Regions from separate parts of the Sus scrofa genome. Here region 2 is linked to region 1. Evidence: chromatin contacts called from public promoter capture Hi-C data. All regions are on one chromosome and are shown on one strand. The core of a region is the stretch at or near the end of the contact, and the rest is flanking DNA. Distances in the headings are between cores, read along the strand shown. Region 1 overlaps KIF13A (kinesin-like protein KIF13A). Region 2 holds the start of KIF13A (kinesin-like protein KIF13A).

Region 1 (3,989 bases), core at 961-3,460:
TAAAGGGGTCATTCACTGCTATTTCTCTAGCTCCCCTAGAGGGTCCCCTTTTTTAAAATAACAATAAAATATCTCAGAAAGGTATAGGGGAAAAGCAACTTAATAAATCATTTCAATAAAATTGTGAATAGAAACAAACTCCATAGAGCTCCCCTTATTCGTTTTATTCTGGTGCCTTTGCAGCTCTGTGAATCCCTGGCTGGGGTGATACTTAATCAGTTCTTTGGTTTGGTGACCTTCAGGGCACTGCTGGGACAATAAATGATTATTTTTAAGAAAGCCAAGACTGTTAACCAAACTAAAGATGTACATTCTATACAGTCTTGGTCCTTCTCAGCATAAACCAGTTTGCCTTTTCCATGCAACACAAATGGTGGCTACATTTCACTCTGTGATGGAGAGAAAATATTAACTATCAAAGACCCTTATATGGTCTATTATGGAGAGTCTGGTTTATCCAAAAGACTGAAGGGTTTTTGTTTTGTTTTGTTCCTTTCTATTTTTTAAACACAGCAGTCCTTTTTTTCAGCATAGGAAAAAATGACTGGCCAACCGCTTTTCGAAGTTTAGTTCACAAAAAAAAAAAAAAAAAAGGAACTGTTTCTGCTGGATGGTGGGAATCACGGAGTCCATAAAAGATTCAATCTCCCCACCCTTAATGTTTCCCAACCACAGTTCACATTCAAACAGAACGAAGTGCCACTTGTCTGGAGGACTGCGTACCAGCCCAAAGTGAAAGTTCAGAGGTCGTGAAGGAAGCAGGAAGGTCTATGAACATGTGTTTCTATCCCAGACAAATCAAACAAAGGCGCAACACGGTCCACCCCAGAGCCTTGTGGCTTTTGCACAGGACCAATGCCGAAGAGGAGGCGGCCACGCTTCAGATGTCAGCTCCATGTGCCTGGCTCGGGGAATCCACAGGGCAAACCTGACCTCACTTGTTCATAACCATGACCGAGATGCCAATTTCCTCTGTGAGGTTTATGATTAGGCTCCTGTAGCTGTGTGGACAAGTCTTAAAACACAGGCATGCCCAAAGCAACCCACAGTACAATGTCAGGACAATAGAGAGGGTTCCTGTATGTAATATTTACAAGCAAAGTCACAGATCTGACCCACCCAACCCTGAGTCACACAGCACACAGATCTCTGAAAAGCCAACACTTTGAGTCTACACACTTGTGCATCATCTGTTCCTACTGGGAATAGCAGCAGTGGCCCCAAAGCGACTAGGCTTGTGTACTGGGAGCTGAGTAACCAAGGTAATTCTCTCTAGAGCAGGGCCCTGACAGCAAAGCACAGAAGAGAAGGAAGGGAAAGTGCCCACCACACATACAACACCAGACTCCTAAGGAGGAACAGGGTGAAACATCACAGTGGGCTATGCTCTAGGAAATGGGGGAACAAAAGAAGAGGGCAGAACCTTGTCTTACCCACAATCTGCATTAAACGAGGCAGCCTCCCACAGGTCACAGCTGAATAAGACACTGAGCGTGGCACTACACGGTTGGACACGACAAAGCAGCGAAGTGGGAGAGCAGTGATCAAATCATGTCAAGATTTTAACATGATTTGATCACTTTAAACAGAATCTCCAGTTTTCCTTCTTTTCCCCATCTCTTTTCTCACTGGAGTTAGAGTGGGGGAAAAATGGTTAAGTTCAATATTTATGATTTGGAATTCTTGCGCCTGCACATTTGCAAGGGTGTTTTTCCACTTGTAAACAAGACTAATGGCCCTAGCGATTTTGATGAGTCTGGGCTCGGCAGGTGGCCCAGCTCCAAATGGGAGCACCTGGACAGTGCAAGACCTGTCAGGTTCCTCTCACACACCCAAAGGGGTAAAGAATGTCTAACACAGATGGGGTTTCAGCCAATCTCTCCAATGGTACTACTCTCAGCAATTGTACGTGTGGTGCCTTTACACCTAGTTTAAGTGGAATGACCCCAAACTACAGAGTTTAGATAAAGGAACTAGGGCTTTAAGGAGTGACTTGATGATGAGACTGAAGTTTCACTCAACTGTAGAAGTTTGCCACTGAGGGTCCTGGAACCCAAGAACCTGGACCATGAGGGTAAAGGCAGGTGTCCAGGAGCCATCAGAGATCAGTGTCCCCGCCCTCAGGAATCTTTGCAGCACAGCCTGGGTGACTCACCCAGATGAATGTCTCCACCCCAGGGACAGCACTGGGGCCAGTCATGAGCTGGCAGTGAACCTCAGCTCCTTTTATTGCGGATAAAGTGGCTGAGTCACGGAGGAGGAGATCAGGCAGTGGGGCCCGGAGGGAAGAGCTGGAGGATGGTCTTGCGGAGGATGCAGCTTGGACCCACGCGGGCAGGTGTTTTCACACACACACCTGCTGACCAAGGAGCTGCTCTCCATCTCTACCTGCTCAGCAGCGTTTACCGCTGTCTCTCTCTGACTCAGAAGCAGACTTGACTCAACATCTCTTCTGGACTGTGGGGAACACAGGATTTATAGCACTTGAGGGGCGGTGAAAACAAAGCCCAACCCAAACACAGGCATCCAGGACTCAGAGAACTTCTGACAGGAAGGACAGCACTATTTGTATTATTTCTGGCCTGATTCCCAGCCAGAGACTCCACTCTGATTTCCTAAGCACGGCCTTTTGTTGGGATGGGAGGGAACAGAGGGTTTCTCAGGACTGCAGTAGAACCCATAAAATCTTCACACCTAATAGTCACGGACCCAAAGCCACATGTGCCACTGCTTTTGGCTTTCTCAGCCTTTCTGAGCCTCCGTTTCATCATCTGTAAAATGGGGATGGTGTCCGTTTCTACTGATGGGGACATGTGAAAAGTAAATGACCTGCTGCAGGCAAAGGGAGGAGCACAGCGCTGGGAACCTAGTGCTCAGGACTCCACTGTCTATTGTTGCTGTTATTATCCACCCTCTAAATACACTGAACTAAGTTGAGTGATGTCTCTGGGTGCCAAGAAATTCTCTAAGGAAGAGATGCAGATGAAGAAAGGCAAGTGGAAGAAGGCGGCCTTGGGTGGAATTAAAAATCTGAGAGGAGGGAGTTCCCATCATGGCTCGGCAGTTAACGAAACAGACTAGTATCCATGAGATTGTGGGTTTAATCCCTGGCCTCACTCAGTGGGTTAAGAATCCGGCGTCGCCATGAGCTGTGGTGTAGGTTGCCTACGCGGCTCAGATACCAAGTTGCTGTGGCTGTGGCATAGGCAGGCCGCTGTAGCTCTGATTCAACCCCTAGCCTGGGAACCTCCATATGCTGCAAGTGCAGCCCTAAGAAGAGAAGACCAAAAAAAAAAAAAGAATCTGTGAGTAGAGGGGAGAAAAAAAAAGAAGCACACACACACTCTTTTTTAAAAAATTTAACAGTATCAGCTTAGCTTACTTTTTGAAGGAAATTCCCTTAACTGGCTTTCACTGATCCAATTCTCCAAATTAACCAACACTCACTCTTCCATTTTTCAACAGCACCGACACATGCCTACTGCACCCTGAGCCACCCAGCTGTGGGCGCTCCCAGGACTCCCACCAACTGAGTGATGTTCTTACAAAGGGTCAGTTGTGTTTGCTCGTAAACGGGCTTATGTCTGTGGCACGTCTCTGTCATTACAGAATTAACAAACGCCAAGAGAGAGCTGCTGGTTCTAAGAAAACTAGGTTGGATGCTTAGGAACAACTTGATAAAGCGAGGCACTGAAAGAACTGTCAAGTCAGGTACGGGTGAGAGCATTTGGGAAAGAAAAAGAAAAATGTGGAAGTACTCTGCAGGGAGACTGCTTCATAAATGTCTTTTTTTTTTTTTTTTTTTGTCTTTTTGCAATTTCTCCCAGGCTAGGGGTCTAATCGGAGCTGTAGCTACTGGCCTACGCCAGAGCCACAGCAACGCGGGATCCGAGCCGCGTCTGCAACCTACACCACAGCTCACGGCAATGCCGGATCGTTAACCCACTGAGCGAGGCCAGGGACCGAACCCGCAACCTCATGGTTCCTAG
Region 2 (3,989 bases), core at 860-3,359, 120 kb after region 1:
GGCTTTCAAGACTGACCCAGCAGAATTTTTTTTCTGAAACAGTATGAAAATATTCATGTTGAGGGGTGGGGAAATGCTGGTGATGAGGGAATCTAATCTGTAAATGTTTTCATTTGCTCAATGAGGTTAGTATCATCATGAAATATACAACTATAGTGCTATAAATGTATCTAAAATACTACAAATATCTAAAATGTATCTCAAAATATTATCCAAGGATACGCCCATTCCTGAAAAGTATTTAACACATTTTAAATATAACTTAGCTATTTACAATCACTGTAACAATCTGCTATAGGAAGCAGAATGTTTGCACCCTGGATAAAAATGTCTAGCCTCAGCACAAAAAGAAAAGAATTCCCCATCTCACCTATTGGTAATTTCTCCCCCCAAATTTAACAAAACTATGTCTGAACACCATAGGATTACAGAATAAAGGCAGTTGCTTCCTTTGGCAATAAAGTAACAAACCCTACTTTCAGTCTCTCTTCAGTGGGGGGAAAAAAAAATCTCCGAAGAGGAAAAAAAAAAAAAAGGCACTAAATTGTATCACATCAATCAACAGGTGACTTTCAAAAACACAAACTCATGCCGGAGAGGAATTAATTTTGTCAAATCTCCCTGGTTTTTCCTTTCTATTTTTACAAGCTACTGCACTGCTAGTCTGAACGAATTCCAACCGTTTTCTTCTCAGGGGCTTACCAGAAAAATGCCAAATATTCAAATTATTTTAGGGCATTTTCCCATACTACTGCGTGGAATAGAGCTGAATTAATAAGGATCCAACAGTTGTCACTTTTCAAATGCAAATATGTTGCCATCTAGTAAATACAGCCCCCTTTTAAACATGCCCCCCCATCGTCTATACAGCTCGGGGCACTACTTTTGTTTCCTTGAAAATCAAAATTCGCGCATTACCTTCAAGCATTATTTCAACCCAGCACCAAAAATAAAAAATAAAAAAAGATTTTAAATGGTCCAGGCCTGAGCCTACGTCGTACAATACTGTTTGCTTTATTGTGGGGGTGTTCCTTCCCACCTCTCATTTTACACACAAAGTTCCTTAACAGTTCTGCCAAATAAAGCAAACAGAGCAGGGGTGGAAAGAACCAAGGGCACTGGGTTCCACGAACCAGGCCTTGGGGTGGTCATCTGCCCAACTCAGGCCTCAGTTTTCGCATCTGTAAAATGTGGCCGTTGGACTCATTGTCTCAAGGGTCCCATCCTGCTCCCTCACTCTCTGGGTGCCTCGAACCCGACAGGAGGCACAGCCGACTGGTCCCGGCTCTGGCCTGGGGGCGCAGCCTGATGCCGCTCTAGGTGGGAGGGGACAACGAGGAGGGGGGCAGAGGGAGGAGAGAGGAACTTGGACTTGCCACAGCTTCAGCCAGGAGCGTGCGACAAACTTGAAGCCGACCTCCTAACAATAGGAAAGAGCACTCCCATTTTCCTGGCTCAAACTTGCAGGAGGCGGCGGGGCTGGACCCTCCCGCCCGCCCTCTCGGCACCCGCTTTACCTTTCTCCCTGTTTGGTGTTAGAAGGAGGAGGGTGCAGGACCGTTTGATTCCCTTCCATCTCCACCACGCACTTGGTGTTCAGTTCCAGTTCTGAAAGCCAAAGGCAAAACGGACGTTGCAAAGTCGAGCATCCGCGCCCGCAGCCCGCTTTCGTGCGCCGTGCGGGCTCCCCCGGGAGGCGGCCGAGCCGGGAGCCGGGAGCCGGGAGCCGGCGCGCCGGGTCCCGCGACCGGTGCGGGCGCCGCCTCCGGCCGGGCGCACCGACCCCGGCTCCGCTTCGGCCGCCCCAGCCCCGCGGCCCCGCAGTTTCCAAAGTTGCCCCCGCCCTCGGCCCGACCACACACGAAAACGAGCGGAAAGCTCCTCACCTCGTCGGTTCAGGGGCCGGACCCGGACGGCAACTTTTACCTTCGTATCCGACATGTTGGCGGCGCCCGCTCGGCCCGAGGCGGCCCCTCACGCGCGGCGCCGCCGCCGCCGCAGCCGCGCGCCCCCCGAGCGCGGCCGCCGCCGCTCCGCCGTGTGCTCCGAGAGGCAGCGCCGAGGCGCGCGGGCCATCCCGGGGGAGCGCGACGCGGGGCACGGCCGCGGCCCGGGGAGGGGCGGGCAGGCGGGCGGGCGCGCGGGGCGGGGCGCGGCGGCGGCGGCGGCGGGCGGGGAGGAGGCCGCGCCGCCCGGGCCCAGGCGCCGCTCTAGCCGCGCCGGCCCAGCCGAGCGCCAAGCGCCGCGGCCCCTCGCGGCCACCCCGGTCCCGGCCGCGCCGCCATCTTCCGCGCCTCGCGGCGTGCGCGCCCCCCGGCTCGGGGAAGCCGGGCCCGGCGGCGCCCACTGGAGCGCAGCGGATACCCGGGAGGGGACGGCGAGCGGCTGGGGGCTCGGGGCTGCTGCCACCCGGGGCGGGGCGCCCGGTTTCCCCGGGCCCGGCCTGCACCCGAGCCAGCGGGGACCCCACGGGCACCGCCTAGAACTCGAGTCACCTTCTGGGGCCGCTGTCACCCGCAGACCCAGCGCCCTTGGGCGTGCCGGGTGGGCAGGCCTTACCCACGGAAGGGAATGCGCCTCAACCGAAATGCCAGCACGCCGCCCGCTCCTCCCGCCCCGCACCGCCTGGCGCGCGCAGCGGTGTTTTCAGATCCTTATGGTGAACCAAGGCTAGAAATCAATCTGTGCCCCTACCACCGAGAGAGAGAGTGTTTGCAAATACTGCTCTCTCTTCCTTTCCCTGCCCTTGCACTTCTCTTGCCGGAGAGATGTCAAGTGGGCCAGGAGGGTCATTAACTCTTACATAACAATTTAATAGCCATGGATTTTGTCGTCCTGCCAGAGGCCGACCTCTCTGCCAGGGCTGAACTGGGCGAATCTGATGTATTCTGTGCGGCTCAACAAGTGCTTATTGGGCGCTTACTGTGTGCCAGGCATTTTGAAGTGTACAAAAGTCTAAAACCTTAGATTTAGGTCTAGGGAAATCGTTCCAGTTTGCTTGATTGTGGGAATTCAACCATCCTTAAGGTCAATGGAAATTGTACTGGGAACAACTGTGTGCAAAGTGCTGCGGAGGACACACAAAAGCGTGAATAAAGTTATGCGTCTTGTGCTGCAGACGCGCACTCTGTGGCGGGAAAAATAGCACGGAATCAGATATGACGCTGGACTGTGTAGCAGATGCGATGACAGTTTCAATTCTGTCTCCAACTGGTGCCAAGTATGAGCTTGACTCTCTCCCCACTCTTACTCTTCTTTTTTCATCACCACCCCTCCCTTCATTCTCTGTCACATCATGAAATCCTTGAATGCCTAAGACTGCAACTGAGAGTTCCGGCTGGGTGCAGTGGGTTAAGGGTCCGGCCTTGTTTCTGTGTCCGCTGGGGTTCCATTCCTCAGCCCAGCACCATGGTTTAAACGGTCCGGCATTGCCACAGCTGTGGCATAGGTTGCAGCTGCAGCTCAGATGCCAGTCCTGGCGGGGGGGAATTTCCAAATGCCGCCGGTGCAGCCAAAAGAAAGAGAGAAAGAGAAAAAACTTTTTTTTTTTTTCAACTTTATTCAAAAGGCAATGGAAACTGAATGAATGCTTTGGTTTTGGAGCCGGGGACTGATGTGTTCAGAGCATTCTGAGGAATGACTCATAAGACCTTCCAGAAGGCTTTCGCAGTCCTCTAGATCAGAAGTGATGATGGCTAGAGCGAAGCCAATGCAGTACAGAGGCAAGATGACTTAGCAGCCACTGGGATGTAAGAATTGAGGGTTGCAAGTGACTGGGAGAGGGTCTGAAGGATGAGGACCCACAACACACCATAAATAGGTAAGAGGTCTTAAGGTGGGTTGGCCAGATTAATTTGGTGCTGCTGGTTAAATAGTTTCTGTCTACAACTCTAAAGGCCCAGATTAGCCCTTACCTCTTCTAAGAAGGGTTTCTTCTTCAAGGAGTTCCCATTGCAGCTCGGCGATAACAAACCCGACTAGGATCCACG

The links. Promoter capture Hi-C pulls out the DNA fragments that hold promoters and counts their contacts.
Region 2: a contact with region 1 is called in a promoter capture Hi-C map of liver, with 4 times the contacts expected there. The contact joins the promoter of KIF13A here to the enhancer-like site in region 1. A contact is called at or near these places in 1 of 5 promoter capture datasets (liver), 6 of 47 Hi-C or Micro-C datasets (alveolar macrophages, embryonic fibroblasts, heart right ventricle and 2 more) and 1 of 2 datasets of contacts at active chromatin or transcription factors (skeletal muscle).

Annotation. Positions count from the first base shown.
Region 1 is chr7:13,594,346-13,598,334 of Sscrofa11.1, forward strand. The region is part of intron 4 of KIF13A (kinesin-like protein KIF13A); the gene reads right to left. Among named protein-coding and RNA genes, the nearest start is that of KIF13A, 120 kb to the right of the region's middle. Within about 2 kb of position 2,211, at least 37 of the 83 cell types and tissues checked have an H3K27ac peak or open chromatin away from gene starts, as enhancers often do. A contact at or near this core is called in liver, skeletal muscle and subcutaneous adipose tissue, where this site is marked.
Region 2 is chr7:13,714,735-13,718,723 of Sscrofa11.1, forward strand. KIF13A (kinesin-like protein KIF13A) reads right to left here and starts at 2,110. Exons shown (of 40, transcript XM_021100220.1): 1 at 1,887-2,110; 2 at 1,518-1,608. The coding sequence starts at 1,941.